Regions from separate parts of the Rattus norvegicus genome. Here region 1 is linked to region 2. A link is a contact called in public Hi-C data. All regions are on one chromosome and are shown on one strand. The core of a region is the stretch at or near the end of the contact, and the rest is flanking DNA. Distances in the headings are between cores, read along the strand shown.

Region 1 (3,963 bases), core at 1,294-3,793, 99 kb before region 2:
ATATGAAAGCAACAGCCTTGGCTTGCTTCCCAAAACAACCTTTGAGAAGCCAGTTTTCTGAAGTGACCTTGTGCAAGAAAATTTCAATTAGATGCTTGCTGCATGTCTGCTGCATGCCAGAACTGTGTTGGCACAAGACAATATAAAGAATTCATGGGGCTGGAGAGGTGGCTCAGTGCTTTTCCAGAGGTCCTGAGTTTAATTCCCAACAACCACATGGTGGCTCACAACCATCTGTAATGAGATCTGATGCCCTCTACTGAAGACAGCTACAGTGTGCTTATACATAAATAAATAAATCTTTAAAAAAAAAAAAGAATTCATGGACCAGGCACAGTGACCGACACCTTTATTCCTAACACTTGGGAGGCTGAGGAAGGTGGATCTCTTTCAGTTAGAGGCCAGCCTAGTCTACAGGGTAAATTGGGGTGCTGGGGGTGGGGGGCGCACGGGAAAGGGAAAGGAAAGGGAGGAGGGGAGAAGAAGGAAAGGAGAAAAATTACAGGAGGTTGAGGCTGAGACAGATGGCTCAGTAGCTAAGAGCGTATAATAAAGCATATATCAAGTACCTAATATTCATATATTATATCCGCATATTAAGAAACCTGAGTTTGTCCTAATACCCACATCAGGCCACTCTCAGCCATCTGTGATTCCTGTCTTACATCTATGGCCTTGCGTAGCACTGGGCTCACATTCAGATATACATACACATAATTCAAAATAATAAAAACAAATATATAAAAATAAAGTCATAGTGCCACTATTAACTGTGGGTAAGCAGAAGCAGGTACAAGCAGGCAATACAATTTCTAAAACAAGGATGCCGTCGAAGTGAGCACCTGGTGAGCACCGTGACTTGAACAGGGTGGATGAACAGGGTGAGAGGTATCAGCACCACGAGATGGGCAGGCAACCCTGAAGACCACTAAGGTGGGGAATTAAGAGCTCTTGAGGCTCCCAGAGACTGAGCCACCAACCAGGGAGCATGAATGGGCTGGACCTAGGACCCCAGCACATGTGTGGCACATGAGTAGCTTAGTCTTCAGCGGGTCCCCCAACAACAGTGGGCTGTCCCTGACTGTGTTGTCTGCCTGTGGATCCTGTTTCTCTAACTGGGCTGCCTTGTCTGGCATCAGTGGGAAAGCATGTGCCTAGCCCTACAGTGAGTTGTGCCAAGGTGGGTTGATAGGGTTGGGGGGCTCCCCCTTATCAGGAGAAGGGAAAAGTGGGTAGGAGGACTATGTGAGGGAGGACTGAGAGGAGAAAGGGGATGCAATTTGAGATATAAAGTGAATAAATAAAAAATTAATTAATTAATTGGGGGGAAGATGTAAAATTAAGACAAATTCAAAACTGTTTATCTCTGCCAAAAATAACTAATGAAATCAGGCAGTTTCTGCAAATATTGCCTAGATTTACAATCAGAATGCCTGTTAGTCCTTCACACTGAAAAGCAGAGGAGACTAGCACAGTCACATGCATCTGCAATCCAAAAACTGGAAAGGCCAAGGCAGAAGACAGTTAGTCCAACACCAGCCTGGGCTATGTAGACAAATCCTCTCTCGAAAATAAATTATGAGTTGGAGACACAGATCACTGTGAGGGCTTGCCAACATGTACAAAAACCTAGGTTCAATCTTGGACCCCCTACCCCCAAAAAAAGGCAGACAAGATTAACACAGTTTAAAGGAAGTTTTTATTTATTCGTATGTATGTGTGCACGAGTGCGTGCCTGTGCGTGTGCCCGTGCACACCATGACAGAAATGCTGAGGTCAGAGAAGAACTTCCAGATATTTGCTCTCTCCTCTACCGCGGGGCCTCAGCCGGGCAGCTCATCAGGCTTGGCAGTAAGTTTCTTTACCCACTAAGCCAACTCCAATAATACTTACATCATGCTGGGCATCTAAAAGACAGGATGCGTAAAGGAGACACATGAAATGTTACTAAAAGTAAAAGTTCTTAGCTCAGCACATCCAGGAAAGGATGCCAGGCATTTTGTTCAAAAACAGACTAAATGTAGCTTCAAAGGGGGACAAGAAAAAAAAATTTTTTTAAATGCTGGGTGTGGTGGCATAAGCCTTTAATTCCATCATCAGGCCAACCAGCTACAGGGTGGGACGCTACCTCAAAAGAGTACTGAGTTGCAGAGGCACACTAGTCTGCATCTGAGCAACCAAGGAAAAAGCAAGCACAGAATCCTGGTGGCCCTGTGGTCTATGAACTGGCCTCACCTCTTTGGCTCAGCTTAAGTTAGTGAGGACCTAGTTACAGAAAAGCAGCGGGCTTGTCAGCAAGCTACTTGCAGCTGCCTGCTCTACAGCTCCTCCCTCTCCCTCCTTCTCCCCTCTCCCCGTCTGCCTCACCCACTCTCTCCCTCTCTGAAAAGCAGGGTAGAGCCCTGCAGGATCACAGAAAATAAATACAGGCAAAGGGGGTGGGAATGGGGGTGGGAGGTAAGCAGGCTCCACCCGCAGAAGGCTTTCCACAGGAACTGCTACAGGGTCAAAAGTTTACAGTGGTTTCAATTTCACCTTTTAGCAGCCAATCAGCAAACAGAGACTGCGCTGACCCTCGGGCTGCGGGAGCGTTAACTCCCTGGCTACCAGGACTGCTGCTGCAGTTCTTCCCGGGCTTCTCTTAAGAAGGAAAGGTTAAAAAAGGCAGCGGACACCCTAAGTTCAGGTGACTAATTCACTTTAAACTGCTGTTTGAGCAGAAAAATGATTTGATAAGTATCCATTTTCTCCTTCAAGTCAGGGTCTCTTTATCTTAGAGCATCGACCAAACCAACCGATAGACATAAAGACAAAGAGCAAACAAGGGCAGGTTAAGAAAAGATTTTCCTCCACGAGGCTTCAAATCTCCCAACTACCCACAAATGATATGACATGATGCCCGTTTAGCTCCCTGTAAATGCTTTAAGAAGAAATGAAGCCCGTCAATTACAGTATTTAGGCTCTGGCTCCCTCGGGTCACTGATACAACTGCAGTACGCCATCCTCACAAGAGGAGTCTACAGAAACACAGCGAGAGCATCTAAGGGGCCATTTGTTTCCCTGTGTTCTCTCTAACCCTCCAGGACCCAGCACAGCCCTCCGTGCATGCGTGGAACAAACTCAAAAGCAAAGTCTTTCTTCTGCAGAGCTGTCCTCCTGATCACTTTTTATATAAACTTCCTACAGATGCAAAAGAAAAAAATCGATACACTAATCCATTCACTACTCCACTCAGCAGTCTGTACTAACAGTGAGCAGGACTGAAGAGGGCAGGGCAGGAGAAACCACACTGCCTCCCTTCCCCGCCCCACACTTCCCTCCTCCCTCTTCCTCCCCAGGGCAATAAGGAAGCAGGACACCGAAGCCCAAGAGCTTGAAGCCAGCATGGTGATTTGGGGTCGTTTCAGTTTTGGTTTTTATCTGTTTTTTTTGCATAGTTTTTTTTTAAGGGGTGGTCATGGGAGGGAGTTTAAGACAACCTCTCTCTATAGCCCCAAATGGCAGAAAAACAGCAGCAATCCACCTAACCCAACCTCAAAGTCCTGGAATTACAGGTGTGAGCCGCCATTCCTTGAAGCACACCAAGACAAAGAGGAGACAGCTGTACAAACTCTCCTATCCGATGATTTACTAAATCCTAATGTATAGATAAGCCAACTTACATACCAACTGGTTGAATTTTAGCAGTTTTACAAGTTTAGATTGGAGATCTATATGGGTACCACCACCAGCTACTAAAACGATCGCATATAGGATAGTGGGCTCTATCCAGATTATCAAACACCAGATATTTCTGAAATGCAATCTGAAACCAAAACATAATGCCTCACTTGCTACACAGTGACCAGAGGCCCAGAGAACAGTATTCTGTCTTCATTACACAGAATCTCTACAGTGCAACTTGATATACATGTTCCAGACCAGGAAATAAAGTCAATGATATTCTAATTTCAAGTTGAAAGA
Region 2 (3,927 bases), core at 1-2,500:
ATCCTCACCAGGCCCCCTTACATTCCTGCCTTGATTTTCCTCAGAGAAATGGCTTCCTCCAGACTCTCAGCTTGGGTGGAATGTGTTAGACTTAAGGGTAAGGAGGCAGAGGTGTGCAATTTGGGGGCATTTCGAAAGCTACTTGATGTGACATTAATTTGGGAAGCACAGAAGTCACCAAACAGTACAAATTAAAGCTGCCAGGGTTGGATATTTGTCAGCAGGTGACTAAGTCAGGTCTGGTCAGCAAGAGGGCTATGGTGTCCCTGCCATGATTCAGGGTAGGCGTGTGTGGCCACTGGAGTGCTGACACATAGGTGCTGTGTTCTCTAGTAATCCTGAACAGCCGTGCTTCGAGCCCACGGCTGGAGGAGCCATGTAGGGAGAGGATCCTTGATCCCACACTGTCTGAAGCCAAAATTTCCCCCTTCATCTTCAATTACACAAGCCAATTTCTTTTGTTTTGAGGCAGGCTCTCATGTAGCTCAGGCTAGCCCAAAACCTCTATGTATCTAAGGCTGGCTTTGATGTTCCTGATCCTCCTGCCTGTATTTCCCAAGTGCTAGGATTACAAGCAAGAGCTACCAGTGTGTGTGTGTGTGTGTGTGTGTGTGTGTGTGTGTGTTTGCGCCCGCACGCGCGCGTGCGTGTTGGTCTAAATGTAAACACATGCCTGCAGTGCCCACAGAGGCCAGAAGAGGGCGTTGGATCCCCTGGGACTGGAGAATCAGGTGGTTGTGGGCTGTCATATGGGTGCTGGGCATTGAACTCAGGTTCTCTGGAAGAGCAGCCTGTGTAACCTCTCAGCCATCTCACCAGTCCCTGCGAGCTTTTTTGAAACAAAGTCCCACTGTGTAATTTATTCCTTTTTTTTTTTTTTTTCGGAGCTGGGAACCGAACCCAGGGCCTTGCGCTTGCTAGGCAAGCGCTCTACCACTGAGCTAAATCCCCAACCCTCCACTGTGTAATTTAATCTGGCCTCAAATCCAAGGTCATCCTCCTGCCTCAGATTCCTGAGTGTTGGGATTACACGATCGTGCTGATTGTCCTGCTGCAACTGGACATCTGTGTCCCACGATCCTGGTGCTGATCTCACCTAAGAGCCACCCCACCTGGAGAGGGCACTCGGTGTGAATGATCTGCAGAGGGCAAATTCGGGCTGAAAATAGCAAACTAAAGTTAGCCCAGCCGAGCAGGGCCACCGTGTCTTGGGCTGGTCGGGAACATCCTGTTCAGAGGAAAGGATATTTAAGGAGAACGGAAGCAGTTCAAGTTCAGCTCAGCCCAGCAGCAGAGGAAGAACATCCAAATGCAGTGTGGCTCGGGTCTGATCCAAGAAGAGGGTGGGAAGGACAAACAACCCCAGAATAGCTACTGCCTGCTGACCTCATGAAGATCTCTTCTAAGCTTCCCCTTTGGGTTTCAAATTTCCTTTATTCTCTACATCCCTCCATTCTTTCCCTCTCTGTCTCTCTCTCTCTGTCTCTGTCTCTTTCTTGTTTTTACTATTTGAGACAGTTTTTTGTTTTGTTTTGTTTTGTTTGTTTGTTTGTTTGTTTGTTTTACTGTGTAGCCCAGTTGATCTGGAACTGGTTAGACCAGGCTAGCCTCAAACTCCATGACCTACCGCCCTCCTCAGCCTCTTGAGTGCTAGGTTGCAGGTCAGCACGCTGCGCTACACCCTGAAGCAGATGTTGACCTCCTCCTCATCCCTAAACTGGACTCACAGGGTTAAGCTTCTTGACCAAGAGATACCTACCCAACAGGCAGAGGTAGAATTTAAACCCAAGCATCCTTCTCCCATGTTGACAGGCACATGGTCAGCGCAAATAAACGAATACAGAAACTCAAGTTTATCTGTAAAGATTCTTATTTAAGTGGTCCTATGTAGTCCAGGCTGATCTTAAGTTTGTCTATAAAGATTCTTATTTAAGTGGTCATATGTAGCCCAGGCTGGCCTTAAGTGCTGGGTCACACATGTTATAACATTATAGAAAGCCAAGATTTCTTTTTTTTTTTTTTTCCGGAGCTGGGGACCGAACCCAGGGCCTTGCGCTTCCTAGGCAAGCGCTCTACCGCTGAGCTAAATCCCCAACCCCATAAGATTATATTTTTAAAAAATAACTTGACGTTATTGTATGTACAGTGACGTGATCGCGTCAGGCATCTGGATGGACAGTTACAGACAACTGTGAGCTGCCAAGTAGCCACGTAGGTGCTGGGAATTAAGCCCAGGTCCTCTGGAAGGGCAGTGGGTGCCCTTAACCACTGGACCGTCCATCTCTCCTGCCCCAAGGAGATCGCACACACGCGCGCGTGCGCGCACACACACGCACGCACACACACGCACGCACACACACATGCACGCACACACACGCACACACACACACACACGCACACGCACACACGCGCGCGCACACACACACACACGCACACACACACACACTGAAACTCACTGTATATATAGACTCAGAGATCCACCTGCCTCTGCCTCCCAAATGCTCATATTAGCGGTCCTTGAACCCTGAACTGATCCTCCTCCTGCCTCCACCTCCCTAGTGCTGAGATAACCGACATACACCAACATGTGTGATGTATACGGTGTTGGGCATCAAATCCAGGGCTTCCTGCATACTAGACAGGCACCTTATCCCGAGCTTCGCTCTGTTCTCTGTAATAAAACTGCTTGACCACTAAAATGAATCGTCCTTAACTCCTGCCCACTGAGTGTGGCCAGTGGTACAGTCTCACCTATGAGTCCCTCGGCAGATCTTGGACCTCCAGCACCGAGCGAAAATGAAAACCCATGCATTTTCCCAAACAGGAATAAATAGTAAAAATAAGGCTGGAGAGATGGCTCAGTGGTTAAGAACACTGACTGCTCTTCCAGAGGTCCTGAGTTCAAATCCCAGCAACCACATGGTGGCTCACAACCATCTGTAATGGGATCTGATGCCCTCTTCTGTTGTGCCTGAAGACAGCTACAGTGTACTTATATAGAATGAATAAATAAATAAATAAATAAATAAATAAATAAATAGTAAAAATATTTAATACAGCTGCACCGAAAGCCAAGTAGTTTCCCTACCTCTGATTAGAGTGGGAAACTGATTCTGGGTTTCTTTTCCCACTAGTCAGAAGGCTCTATCTACTCCAAGACTTTCTACCTTGAGCCAGATATAGACTAGGTGATCAATTATCCAATATGGGGGTTGAGTGTCCCCAGGTTCCCACAGCTGGTAAACAGTAGTGTTGAAATTTGAATCCGGTTCCCTTCGAACTCAAAGGCCAGTCCAGGCTGTAAATCACTCAGCCATCACAAAAGGATTAAGCAGAGGGATCATTTCTTGGAAGCATGATTGAGCAGAGCATTTTGCCACAAAGACTTACATTTCTTTGAAAGAAATCTAAAGATAACCTAAAGTATGTTAAATAAGGTGATTTGGGCCGGCGAGAAGGCTTGGTGGATAAAGACGCCAGCCACCGAGCCCGACAACCAGAGTTCAACCCCCAAATCCACAAACTTCTGCAAGTCATCCTGTGACCTCCACGAGCATTTGTGCCCTCCTCCACAAAATTATATTTAAAAGAAAAAAAAAAAAGGATCTATGAGGCCTGCCTCAGGTCTCCCTTTCTCCCTTCTTGCAGCTCTCTCTACAAAAAAAAACGGTTGGGGCTCCCTCTCCAGCACAGAAACCAACACAGGGAAAAAGCCTCAGCCAATAGAAACTCCAAGGACTATTCTGGAAAGGCTCTTATTGGCTCAGCCGAGTCTCTTCTAGCCAATCATGAAAGTCTATGTTCTGATTGGTTAGATTGGGGTGACATGTTCAAACTGGTCTCTAAGAGGTTAGAAGGCTAGAAAGTGGGTGGAGGATGGCTTCCTCCTCGGAGTCTGTTTGGACGGGAGGAGAAAATAGATACTGG

What was found. A called contact is a pair of places that touch in the nucleus more often than the background predicts.
Region 1: a Hi-C map of psoas muscle shows a contact between it and region 2, with 3 times the contacts expected there. The contact joins two enhancer-like sites. A contact is called at or near these places in 7 of 12 Hi-C or Micro-C datasets (the Rat2 cell line, Schwann cells, frontal cortex and 3 more) and 1 of 1 datasets of contacts at active chromatin or transcription factors (oligodendrocytes).

Annotation. Positions count from the first base shown.
Region 1 is chr3:175,195,706-175,199,668 of GRCr8, reverse strand. The region is part of intron 1 of Ncoa3 (nuclear receptor coactivator 3); the gene reads right to left. Among named protein-coding and RNA genes, the nearest start is that of Ncoa3, 40 kb to the right of the region's middle. Within about 2 kb of position 2,543, at least 81 of the 93 cell types and tissues checked have an H3K27ac peak or open chromatin away from gene starts, as enhancers often do.
Region 2 is chr3:175,094,999-175,098,925 of GRCr8, reverse strand. No RefSeq gene overlaps it. Among named protein-coding and RNA genes, the nearest start is that of Zmynd8, 51 kb to the right of the region's middle. Within about 2 kb of position 1,250, at least 22 of the 93 cell types and tissues checked have an H3K27ac peak or open chromatin away from gene starts, as enhancers often do.